Linked DNA regions of Rattus norvegicus: region 1 is linked to region 2. The links are chromatin contacts, called in public Hi-C maps. All regions are on one chromosome and are shown on one strand. Each heading gives the region's core, a stretch centred on a gene start, on an enhancer-like site or on the middle of the called end of the contact. The rest is flanking DNA. Distances are from core to core; before and after follow the strand shown.

Region 1 (6,319 bases), core at 338-2,837, 110 kb after region 2:
GCGATCCATGTTTCAAATTAAACGCAGACACGAAGTCAAAGTTTTTCGATATAAATACTTTTCCTGTGGTTGCTGCATAAATCCTGATCTAGGGATTAGTTGCTTAGAAGCTGAAAGGTAGTAAGGACCTCAAGCTTGGATCTATGATGTTAGTTACCACACTGTTGGATTTTAACAGTTTCTTTCACACATAAATGTTGATGTAGCCAAACGTGCCTTCCTATTGGCCCTAAGAGAGGTCCTGACAGAGGCTGGCCACTTGGAACTGGCTAACCCATGTCTGAATAGAAACATTGTAACCCATAATCATTCAGTAATAATTATTTTCCTTCCAATGCTTATTGCTTTGATCTTCTCAACTCCTTAGTTCATATGTTTGTGCTTTCTGTGGAGTCAAGCCCTGTATGCTTGTCTAGATGTAAAGAAAGAAATGCCATAGATTAAGGGGAAAAGTTGAATGGGACTTCGCTCTATCATGTCCCAACAGCTACAAGTGGATGTTTGTGTGCAAGGTCTACAGAGTTGGATATCAGTGGTCAGTTGCTGTAAGCACAGTTCATTTATTAAAGTAGTTGAGCCTTTAGATCTGGTAGCCATAGCAAAGTCATGACACTAATTCACCAAGAGTGTTGTGGGTAACTATTTGGGGGAACAAAGGCAGCATCAAGAATGCACAGATGCAAGAGAGTTAAAAAATCAAAATAAAGTTGATCAAGGAGAGAGAGGCAATCAGCTAAGGCATAAGACGGGACAGATTCTGCAGGCTTCTTGCTACCACTGGCAAATAAGTGTGCTACACGAACCTGTGGGTGTCTGTCTTTATTTCAACGTCTCATCCGATTCTGAGCTTGAGTCATTCACGATCTCCAGACTCAGAAATCATACTTCATATTCTCTGTGACGGTTAACAACACGATGGCTCTGTTCCTTCCCGCCTTTCTTTCTCTGGGTATCCATTTCATCTCTTTTTTCTTCGACTTCTCCCATCCTTTCCCTTCCTGCCTTTTTTTTTTTTCCTTTCTCCTGAGAGTATGCACTCAACATCCTGTTTCCTACTGGTGGACACTTCTTTTTCCTTTTCTTTTTCAGTCGGTCTTTGTGCTTGGGGTCTGCTGCCCCCCCTCCAGCCCAACCCATTCCACCCCACCCCAGTTCCCTTTTCCTTTTTCTTTCAAATCAGAAGCCTGTACGAGCTGATTTTTACTTGCATCTCTTTATGGATCGTGGGATGTTTTCTTTGGAAGCTCAGCGAATGGCTGGTTGTTCTTTGCGTTTGTTGTTACCACAGATCTGTTGCCAAACTGCTACCTTAGTTGGTCCTGCAGTGCCGCGTTGCATGCTGGGATTGTCTGTGAGAGTAAACTGACATATTTGCAGCACCAGCCAGCATTGGCTGGAGGATGGTGATATTTGCTTCCCTTTTGTATGCCTTTTTTTTTTTTTTTTTTTTTTTTTGTATGCTGTACAGTCACCAATAGCTAGTTCTGCCCGGCAAGTAATTCAGAAATACTGCTAGTGTAGAAAGGGAAGGTAGCAGTTTACCACACTGTCATCACAGGGAGCTATTGAAGAACAAAGGAACCGGTGCCTTGTATGTTGTGAAACACCAGCACAGCCATGGCCAAATGTTTTAGCTCTTTTAGTAACAGTGTACAGATGCACAGGAATCCACATTTTACTTAGAACTACATGTCTAGTCCTTAATATGCAGAACCAGAACACTTCTACAGCGTACATATTCACGAACAGTCCTTTATTAATATTTTTAAAAGTCGTTAAAATTAAAATGTACTAATATTCAGTTAGTCAATCTCATTCTACCAAGTTGTCAACACAGTTTAAATCACATTGATGAGTCAGATCTTGGCAAGTCTTGTCTTTTAATTCCTACGAAATGAGAGCATAGCTAATAAAAACATGAAGCTATAACTTCGATTAAAATTCCAGGTTTTTTTTTTTTGACTAGAAAGGATTGGTCTTTACACACCCAGCCCTACCGGTGCATGGGTGTCTGATGCTGGGTGGGGTCTTCACATAAAAACAGATAGACTCTCTTCTCTCTTTTGCCCTTCCTTCAGTCAAAGAGGGAAAGAAAATGAAACCGAGAAACCGCAGAATAAAGTCTGAGACTGTTAAGAAACTGCTGGTATTTTTTTTTTCCTGTGTCACGTGTGTGTGAGCCTGCCTGGCTGCTTCCTTAGGTGGGGACCCGGCCGAGAGACTGTGCCTGAGTCTGTTTCCACGCTGCTCTTGCAGATCTGTCTTATTGATTAGCAAGGAAAAGGGTGGGGATTAGCGGCAGGGGAGGGGAGCACTAACTGGCGACTGGCTCGTTGAAGCACAAGACATTTTCTTCCGGGAAGATGTCAAACAGCTGAGAAACAGCCACAGAGGAAGTACAAAGGTGGAAAAATAAGAACGAAACGAAGGCATTTCCTAGGAGAATCTCGAGGCTTTTTTTTTTCCTTTGCTCTCTCCCTCTCTCTCTTTCTCCCCATTTCCTTCCATCATCTGACCTGCAGAGGCTACAGTGACAGCGTCATGCAAATGCCGCAGTCCAGCAGGTCTGGGAGAGGGTGGATGCCAGACTGTGCGTTAATGTTAATGATGAGCGCAGTGAAAATACCAGCCGCCGCCACCCCTTGCACACAGAAGCGCTCTGAGTCAGCATCAGATGCTAGCCCGACTCTCCGCGTGTCTGTATGCCTGTGCGCGCGCGCGTGCTCGCTCGGGCATCCGTGTCTAGCCGAGGGGAGGGGGTGGCGTGTGAGTGCGTGGAGGGTAAAAGCCAGTCAGTCAGTGAGAAGCAAAGGTACGTTGGAGAGCAACTAAAATCTGACTGATTTCCATCTTTGGAGCATCAGATGTATTCCCTAAGGAAGATGGGTCTCCGTGATGGGGGTGGTATAATTATGTTAATGTCATATTTATGGAGGGGTGAGATTTTTCATTCTAATAATTGGTTGAATGCTATGGTCAAAAATTGTAAAGCCATATTCAGTTCTAAGGAAAAGCATGGACTTTTATATAAGTACTGTTTTATTTTATCTCTTTTTCTTTTTTCTTTTTGCTTTTTGTGAATGCTGGTTTTTGGTTGTTTCTTTTGGATTTTTTTTTTAAACTATTTATTTGGGTCCATAAGTGATTCAGTATGGGGAAATCAAATGATAAACAGAAAGAGATCTTATATAATGATGCATTACATCACGGAACAGAATGTTTAAGTCTTACAAGGCAAAGTAAAGATCTGGGCAGGGGCGAAGGGGGGTGGGTGGTTAGAAAGGGGTGTGGTACTAGGGTGGGGGAGGGGAACACTTAGCAAATATTTTGTTCAGCCTAGCTTTCCTTGCAGCTTTGCCTGGGAGTGGATGATTCACCTGCCTAGAGGAAAACACTCTAAATCGTTCCATTCTCTCTCTCTCTCTCTCTCTCTCTCTCTCTCTCTCTCTGTCTCTGTCTCTGTCTCTGTCTCTGTCTCTGTCTCTCCCTTTCTAACCTCCTCTTTTCCCTTTTAAGATCAACTACTTCAGAAGAACCAGATTCCACTTATGTGGCCAGGAGTTTTATGCCGTGCTAAGTGTGATTGTTTTACCCTGCCTTCTGTGCTACTAAACCCTAGACCATTCCTAAAGTACTGATTCTGCTCCTGAACCACAAGGCTAAAAAGATGGGAGAGAATTTGATGCATATACAGGATTGAGATTGTGTATTTTCAAAAGTAGTGAACTTTATAATGTAATTATTCAAAGGAAAGAATCCTTTTTTTTTTCTTACTATGTTGCCAGGAATTTAAGTTACATGCTTGTTAGGTAGTCTTGCTTGAATAACTATGAAGTGTGCATGAAAATATTTGCTGTCTGAATAGTTTGTATATTTAAAGAGAAAAATCGACATGAATAAGTATTAAATTATGACATACAAAAGTTTTTTTAATCTTAACTGTAATAGTATACATTTAAATGAGATTTTTTTTAAGTGTTGTATATCCTGGGCCCACTGTTAACAGTTGTGATATATAAAAATTGCAGTAGAAGCGAAATATCAATTAGGGTCCCATTAACTGGCATATAAGACTTCTTTAATGTAATAGAAATGGGTGGTGCTGTAAAAATCTGCTAGCAGCAGATTTTAACCCCTGTTTCGTCTCCTTCTTTGGCTAGAATGGGATGATTCTTAAGTGTGCATGTCTGCTTTGTTTCCATAGCCCTCATTACTGTAAGTTCTAATCTATAAGTGGTCATCATGATTAATCAGCTCATTTTAAATTTCATATATCACTTATGTTTCTATTTGTGTGTTTTGATTAGTATTTAGAAGGAAAAAATATATGACTGAATCCAACTCTAATTCCTAAGCTGTCCTTTGCACTGGAAGAAGAATTCTCCTGCATCAAACCAGACTTTTCCTAGTCCCTGAGACCCTAACTTGTGAGGTATTTTAGTAACATCACAAGTCAGGCTCTTGGGACCTAGGCGGAGAGGTACCAGCAGCTTTGGACCTTATTGATTCTCGGCATAAACCACCAGAACAAAAGGACAGACATAGATTCTGCCTAGGAGCAAAGAACAATGGTTTTCTTTTTAATCAGCGAGGGTTTTACCATGACCCACCCCCAAAATACAACTGTTAGAAACTGCGCTCTAACAATATAGCACAGTGGTACTGAAATAGTGCTTGTGTTTCCTCTGATTACCGTATAAAGGTGTTATAAAAGATGTGTGTAAGAAGCAGAATTAAAATACAAGTGTTTTTAAAACGTCGCTTTGGGTATTTTTTAAGATGAATAAGAAGAGGGAATGTTTTTGAGTTGTTTATTCCTGTGTCTAAATGCATAGAATTATATACATTAGTTATTTCGATAAATTATGCATGCCTCCATACAACTGTGGCTTAGGATACGTAATATAAGATTCTCATCATACTCAAGGCCTGGAAAGGGAACGATTTGCACTTTTCTTTATTGATCCCACTCTTGTTGCCAGTAGTAGGAGAGAATATGGTTTTCTACGTGACCATTTTAGCCAGTGTTTCCTTAGTCTTTTGCCCATACAAAATAGTATGTATGTATGGACAATCCCCTTATTCTGAGATTCACAGAGTCTGCATTTAGGGAGAATGCAGAGCTCTAGAATTTCCGCGTTTCACTTTGTGTGTGTTATAAAGCATGAGAGAGCGCCTATGAAGTCAGATGCTCTAATTCTGTAAAAACGCATCTGTGATGCAGGCTTTGATCAGAATTTTTATGACCAGGAGTAAATATTCCAACCACAGCCTGTGTGACTTATTTGACCATGTATTAGTCAGTGTCATACCAGACATGTATTTTTTGATCTATAATCAATAAATCTATTCCAAATTTACAGTCATATTACAGAAATTAAGACTTAAAATGGGATGGCTTTTCACGGCACAGGCAAGAGTGACTTTGGTGTTTTAACCCTAATGCTTCACCATAAATTGTTTTCTCCATTATTAAATCTACGAATCTATTTGAGCCTAGCATGTGGAGTCTTTGTTCTGTTTTCCGTTGAGGTTGTTATTATAACTTATGACTCGAAATATCAAGAAATTCAAAGCATCCTTACTGTTTCCTGAAAAAAAAAACATATAAGAATATCATCAAGACAGACTATGTTTAAGTGTGTGTTGATAGTGCATCTTTTCAGATTTTTTTGTGGCCTCACCCATACCATTTGTGTAGAAGCTTTGAAATTTAAGTGTCTGTGTATATAAACATGTCTTACGACTCCAAGTGAAAGAAGGAAATAAAAACAGTGGAGTTTTTTTTTTCTTTTTCTTTTTCTTTTTTTTTTTACTAGCATTTATCTTTCACTTCTGTTGGCTTCATTCTTGTTGGAACTGATTATTTTTTTAAAAATCAGAACTTTTTCAGCACAAAGAACTCTACCCATGTGTGTCTGTGTACACCACAGAACTTGATTCTATTGAATAGAACCCTTGCACAACTGATCAGAACGGTTCTATTGAACAAAGCACCATATAGAGGTGTGTGCTTCCTGCCACCTGTTTTATGATCATCATAAATGACATGCACATGACGTTTCATCAGTTGAAATCCAAAAGAAAGCAAGGAATAATATTTGACAGCTTTAACAATAGCAGAAAATTTAAGTACAAAGGTTTTCTTTTTATGCTTTGTTAATGAACTATACTATATGTTAACTTATATTTCATAAGATAAAAATACCAAAATAAATTTCTTGTCTCCTGAGCATCATGTGTTATATGTCCTATATTGTGCAACTTTGAATATTCTCTGTGCAAAGCATGTGTGGTGATAGAATACTGTTCACAAAGC
Region 2 (6,753 bases), core at 697-3,196:
GGAAGGGGAAGCCCTTGGTGCTACCAAGACTGAATCCCCAGTGAACATGATTGTTGGGGGGAGAGTGGTAATAGGGGAGGATGAGGAGGGGAACACCCATATAGAAGGAGAGGGGGAGGGGTTAGGGGGATGTTGGCCTGGAAACCGGGAAAGGGAATAATAATTGAAATGTAAATAAGAAATACCCAATTTAATAGAGATGAAAAAAAAAGAATAAATCCTGGTAGTTTGCCTTCTATGCCTCTAGCATTCGGGTTTAGTTTGTCTTTGGAGATAATTTACAAATACTTTGAAAGTAAAACCCAAAACGTATCTGATTAAAGGAGGAGCAACTTAATATGTCCTTTTAGAACCTCAGAAACATCCTTGTAGCAATGTGCATATGCACATTGATGAGTTTATAATAGTTACATAACTCTGCTAAAGGTTAAATAATTTAAATTTTAAAAAAGAAAAATATTCTGCTAAAATCAAGAATATTGCTTTCTGGGGTTGGGGATTTAGCTCAGTGGTAGAGTGCTTGCCTAGCAAGTGCAAAGCCCTGGGCTCGTTCCTCAGCTCCGGAAAAAAAAGACAAAATAACAAGAATATTGCTTTCCTAGTTTTTTCAACGAGAAAAGTAAAATTCCCGTTATGTTTTATACACTTAGCACCAACTCTGGTAAATAAATACCGAGAAATTAGGCTTACAATTAGAGACGGCACTTTGTGCTGACTCACCACTAGGGGGAGAACATTTCTTGGAGAGAGTTCAACATCACTAAACTGTAGGGTAAGCTTGTGTGTGTGTGTGTGTGTGTGTGTGTGTGTGTGTGTGTGTGTGTGTGTATGTGTGTATGGGTGTGTGTTTATGTGTGTGTGCCTATGTGTACCAGAAGATATTAATTATTAATAAATTTGAGGTTTTGGATATTGTTTTAAAAATCTGGACATGCTGTAATCGAATACTAATCCTGAATATGTTCTGGCCTTTTAACATTCAAAATCCATCCATTTTCCTAAGCCTTTGGGAGTTAAGGCTTGACAACTTTCCTTAAACCTCGGAGAGAAGGACTTGGAAGCAGGCCATTTTATGTTATGGTCAAAAGAGCAGCTGCACTTTGGTCCGAATGAATGCCATAACTCTATGAAGAAACCTAGAAAGCTTGCTTTTGATAATGGAGTGAAACTTTACCTAGCCATTGAATTTGATTTTTCCTTCTATGATTCTTTGATAAAACTTCAGCTGCAGACAGGCCCTAATGTCATGGCAAAATGAGCTCTCCTTGGAGGACCCATGGTATTCTTGTGGTTGACAACATTGGCCTGAGTTTGGTCTTCAGAACTTTCCAAATGGATATAATTTCACAACAGATGATATTTCAATATGATTTTTAATTTTGCAAACATTCCCCAACCCAATTCTCTTATCTTTAATTAAATGCCTTTAAAAACCTAGAAAATACATTTTAATCATTGGGAATAAGAATCTCCAAATTTACAGATTTATTCTGCTTGCAAACTTTAGTCTTATTAAATTTAGTCACCTTTATAAAAATCTGTGACTTATTCTGCATTATATAAAATGCATCTTTCCTAGGTAAAGAATGTGTCCTGTGGAAAAGAAGTGTCCTGTACCGATGACAGTTTTTGCTTGTCTGTTTCCTTTCCCTATTGTCTCTCTCCTATTTACAGTCCTTCATATTTTCTGAATTTTCAGGTCTTCCAACTTCCGCTGTCCCTTTTCTGCCTTGTTCCTACCCCTCCCACTACATCCTCATTCACAAATGTATGCTCCTTTATCTATTTTTTTCTTAACATCCTCCTACATTTCACTTTACTTAATTTTTCCCAATAAAATTAATGACTCTTTATATCTTCCTCCCCTTACCCCTCCCTCCCTTTATACTGTCTCATCCATCTCTCCCAATGCGAAGCTGTGATTTACTCAGGGGAGGTACTTTCTCATGCGCACAGCTCATCGCTGTGATGATTTCAATGGTGCCAGCATATTTTAACCACATCATCATCAGGGAGTCTCAAAGCTTAGCTCACAGAAAACATCAATCTTTAAAGGATTTTGTTTCCATTAATCAATTGTGGACCTCGAGATTCAGGCTAGGAGAGCATTTATTAGAATGTATCCTGCTTGTTCCCACACGCACTTCATTTCCGTGGCTATCTAAGAAGGAGACATTGTACAAGGCTCGTTTTCCCCCACCACCCTTACCTCTCCTTTCTGTATCCCACAAAGCCTCTCTCCCACATCCATTCTCCTGTACAGTAGTTATATCAGAACATGCAGCAGGACGGCATTGTGCGAACTGGTGGCCACACAAGTACTTTGTATTCACAGGAGGTTTAGAAGTTCAGCAGCTGCATATAAATATGCATAGTTGAGAGATTCATGATGCTGCCTCCTCATTCTAGTGCTGGTTGGCTGCAGTGCAGGCACTACAAATCAATGAACACTTTCCCCGTCCATCAGCTGCTCACTTGCAAGCAGACAAAACACTTACAATGCCAGAAACCCACAGAGAGCTCCTTAGTGAACGAAACCTCACCGTCAGAAGGTTCAAAATAGCCGTCTCCCTCCCACCCTGAACCTCCACAGCTCTCGACCTCAAATGTCTTCTTATCCAGTCGAGATCATAAGCCTTTAAAAAAATCACCAGAAAAGAAAGAGGGGTGCGAGAAGGAGCAATGATAAATGAGGGTTTCAAGGGTCCTCACATTGCACTTGTCACAAAACAAAGGAATCGTTGAGCATATACACTTTAAAAAATAAATAAAATAAAATAAAATAAAAGCATGAATCTGCTTATGTTGATTGTACTGCTTCCCAGTTATAGGGCTGAGCATTTCCATATGCATAGCAGTAGCCCATGTGGCAGACATTTGTAATTCTTCCACAGTTATTAGATGGCTTTGTGTATGGCAGGGTCATGATTATCGAGCCGAAACACAGACAGACAGACAGATAAACAGTCAGACAATGTGCCTCATAGTGAGAATCACATGCTCTCGTGTTGATTGAACAATTTTTGCAGAGGGTCCAGATATATTTATGTTGATTATAAACATTTTAGTAAAATCTTAATCTTATTTGATACAGATTCATAGACAGCCCAGTAATTAGTCAAATGTGTATTTCTTGATGAAAAGATATAAATTGATCTTGCCTAGAGAGCACACTCCTCTTCATTTTTAGATGGATTACCATGATAGAAATAGCTTATTCTATTGAAATAGTGCTGAGCTGTTACTGAGTATCTCTAACGTCGTCACCTTGGCAGTAAAATTTTCAATGAGGATAATAATCAATCCGATGCTTTCCTATCATGTGTTCATTCACTCGGCGCTCCACCATTTTACAGTACTATTACAGTAGTATGGGATATAGAAGTATGATGACGCAATGGAATACAAAGCCCAGCACAATGGTATCTGTGGATCATGTTTGAAGCATATGAATGTTGTTTGAGGCATAGGTCTATGTATATAAACACATAAATGTGTATGTGGCTCTCAAATTTAAGAAAAGGATAATTCAAGAGACAGTATATTGAAGCCTTTTCATACAAAATTGATAATTGGATGACATATCTATTCCAAATGTATCTGTCTGGTTTTTATAATCCCTTACGATATTGCTGGAAGATCAAACATAAATTTCATTAAGATTGTTTAACTAATCCTGTACTCTGACTTGTGGAAGCTGACAGACATGTCCATCTATTTTTCCTATGAGGAGCAAAGCCAAAATCTGAGCCTCTTTCTACTGAATCCTAGCATTCATCCACACATGATTTTCCACTAAGCCATATTGAATTACAAGGCTGAATGTGATAATTGCTGTAGTGGATCAGAGGAGGTAGAGATCGCTTCCAGCTGGGATGACCAAAGAAGACATCATTAAGAAGGAGTTGCATTTGAGCAAGCCTTTGAGGAGTGGGCACAGGAACAAAGCAAAACACAGCAGAAGGCTTAGCATCTGAGAAACCTGCAGACTCTCTCTGGAAAACACTTGCCAGGCAGCCAAAGATAGTGTTTTTGGTGTAGAGGATGCTGTAAATAACACTAGTATTTAAAGAATCAACAGGAAGAATCCTCACTTATTAAAAATGGAATTCATAAATAAATTTATAGGTCAGTCACAAACATGTCAGTCAAACTGTTGGAAACTCAGCTTCTTTATTTCTGAAGTAGATGCATGAACTAAAAAAAAAAAAAGCCACTGAACCCTCTTCACAGGGAATCCAAGGCAAGGTTTTTCATTTTTCTTTTTTTAGAATCTATAGAAATAATATTAGAAATAGACAATCCAAGATATACTAGTTGTAACATGCAGGTAGAATTATTCTTTGAACATAAAGTCTAGCTCTGAGTTTGCATATCCATAGCTACATATCTGTATACAAAGCAATTATTTAAACTTTAATTCTGAAAAAAAACTTCCTGTGCCAGGTAATATTTACATTCATTTAAAATTGCAAAATGATTCTTAGAAGAACTTGCTCAACATAAAAAAGATTGTAAACACTTATTAAGCACATGATGAATACTTGGGCATGGGGCAAGCATTGTCTCTAATTCTGTATTTCAGCCCATGAGAAAGACAGAGACTTGTATGCATAGTAGACAACAATAAGTCAAATAAATGGCATTCTGTAGTCTTTGAACATGTTTGGGGACATTCACAAACCTACTTTTCTTGCTATCCAGACAGTAGTCAGGGAAATTTCAGTATGTTTTATTAAATTAACACTGACTTAGATATCTATCTGAAAATCTCAAATTAGTATATGTTTTAGCCAAAAACATCTCAAGTGAGTTGTGTGTGTGTGTGTGTGTGTGTGTGTGTGTGTGTGTGTGGTTTGTGAACACATGTAGATTAGTGGAGGAAACATGAGAACTTGAGGCATCTGCATAATGTTTTGTTTGAATTGACATCAAAACATATTATCATTATGTCCCATTTCCCCCCTCTTATTTGCTTTCCTATTCTATAAAATGAACAACGACAAGAAAAAGGAAATGGTTTCTTTGAATTTATAGTGAGAAGAGAACCAAACCCTCTTTTCCCCAGGATTTTGTAAAGGCGACTGAAAGGATTTTGGGAGGGAAGTCATCCTCGAATAGAATCCCTGAGATGGAATCCGACCCTGCCATCGTGGCTGCCAAAACTCTTCCAGGTGTTGGGAGTGTCCTTCCTCTTCATTATTGTAGTACACTTTCTTCTGTGTCTTGATCATAATCTATCTGGAATTGAGCTTGGATTTAGAGTCCAGTCAATTTCAGATTTATTAGTTTTATCTTAATAATTTGAGCTAATTTGAACTCTGTGTACCAAGTAATGGAATGCTTGGAACTTATTCATTTTGATCCTAAGTCAGGATAGTTTAAGCTCAGTCTGGTGAAATCAGGTCAGGGCTGCTGATTGACAAACATTTATTGAGTACCAAATATATTAATTAGCACCGAGTGTTGCTCACTCAAAGGGAACTATAACGAGGCTTCTGACCTTGATATTTTATACTGAACAAGATTAAATTTTAGAGAGACAACCAACTTAACATCTTAAATTGGTGTTCAAAAAATAAGCATTGAGTGAATGATAGTTTCCAGGTCCTTTGAAAGCTCAGGAACAATAATTTACATAAACTCAGTCTTGGTTAAACAGTGGGACCAGCACATTTTCTGAAGAAGAAAGCTCTCAGAGAATTTGGCCCTCAGTTTATTCAAAGCAGATGTAGTTGTGGTGGTAAAAAAAAAAAAAAAAAATAATAATCAATAACAACGTCAATAGAAACCTTGTAGCAAAGGTGTATAAATTCAGCACGGTGTGGGAGGAGGCAGGCTGATTCCTGATACATTATGATCAGCTATTCTAGCCAACTGGTGATCTCTGGAAACGAAGAGATGCTCCATGTCAAAAAATAAGGTAAAGGATGACTAAGAAAGAAAGTTGACACCATTGTCTGGCTACTGCCCACATGCACAGCTGGATGTTCCCCTTCCCATATAAATGCCAAGTAATCTATAATAATTTGAATTTCTCATCTAATTAGGGCACACATTTTAAAAAATTAAATATCCATAAATCTGAGAACCATACAAAAATGCCATGAGAATCAGATCTTAGAGTACTGACCCAATATTTATATGTAACACAAAATAATTAGTTCTGTAATAGAATTTTGATCTAGGAAATTAGGGCAGATTTGAACTCCTTTTCTAAACACTAGTCTCAGAGATTTTGTATTTAAGGACAGAGGAAGGAAGTTTTAAGAGTCTCTGACTGGAAGAGAAATAATGGATTTTTTTATTTGTAATTTAAAGGCAGCCACAAGGAAAACACTAAATAAAGAATAATATAATGCGTAATGCTATAAATTAATTATTATATTGCAATTGGTGAAATTTTAATGATACATTGAATTCTGTATTCTAAATCATTTTAAATTTTGAAACAAGTGTATGTTCACACTATAGAAATACCTTAATATTAAAGAGCTACTTCAATTTAACACTGTTTATCCCCGATAAAGTACTGCATGGTGAGAATCATATTAGAAAATGTACATTTATTTTAATAAGTGATTGGACTACCTTGGATTTTACTTTTAGTACCTTAATACTGCATATTTAATTTTCAAATATTTCAGCCACTACAAAAATGTAGATAAAAGAACATCTTCTCTACAAAATATAGTTAGTTTGTTACTTTATCAGTAACTTTAACCCAGGTATTAATTTGAAATGTTATTCCCC

Evidence for each region. Hi-C and Micro-C count contacts between places; a contact is called where the count stands out from the background.
Region 1: a contact with region 2 is called in a Hi-C map of kidney, with 2.0 times the contacts expected there. The contact joins two enhancer-like sites. A contact is called at or near these places in 3 of 12 Hi-C or Micro-C datasets (the A7r5 cell line, frontal cortex and kidney).

What each region holds. Positions count from the first base shown.
Region 1 is chr11:29,728,179-29,734,497 of GRCr8, forward strand. LOC103693508 (a long non-coding RNA gene) reads left to right here. Exons shown (of 9, transcript XR_010056223.1): 8 at 1-6,319. It overlaps Mir3588 (microRNA 3588), which reads right to left and starts at 4,490; the gene lies at 4,385-4,490. Mir125b2 (microRNA 125b-2) reads left to right here and starts at 4,394; the gene lies at 4,394-4,481. Within about 2 kb of position 1,588, at least 37 of the 93 cell types and tissues checked have an H3K27ac peak or open chromatin away from gene starts, as enhancers often do.
Region 2 is chr11:29,617,280-29,624,032 of GRCr8, forward strand. The region is part of intron 5 of LOC103693508 (a long non-coding RNA gene); the gene reads left to right. Among named protein-coding and RNA genes, the nearest start is that of Mir99a, 67 kb to the right of the region's middle. Within about 2 kb of position 1,947, at least 44 of the 93 cell types and tissues checked have an H3K27ac peak or open chromatin away from gene starts, as enhancers often do.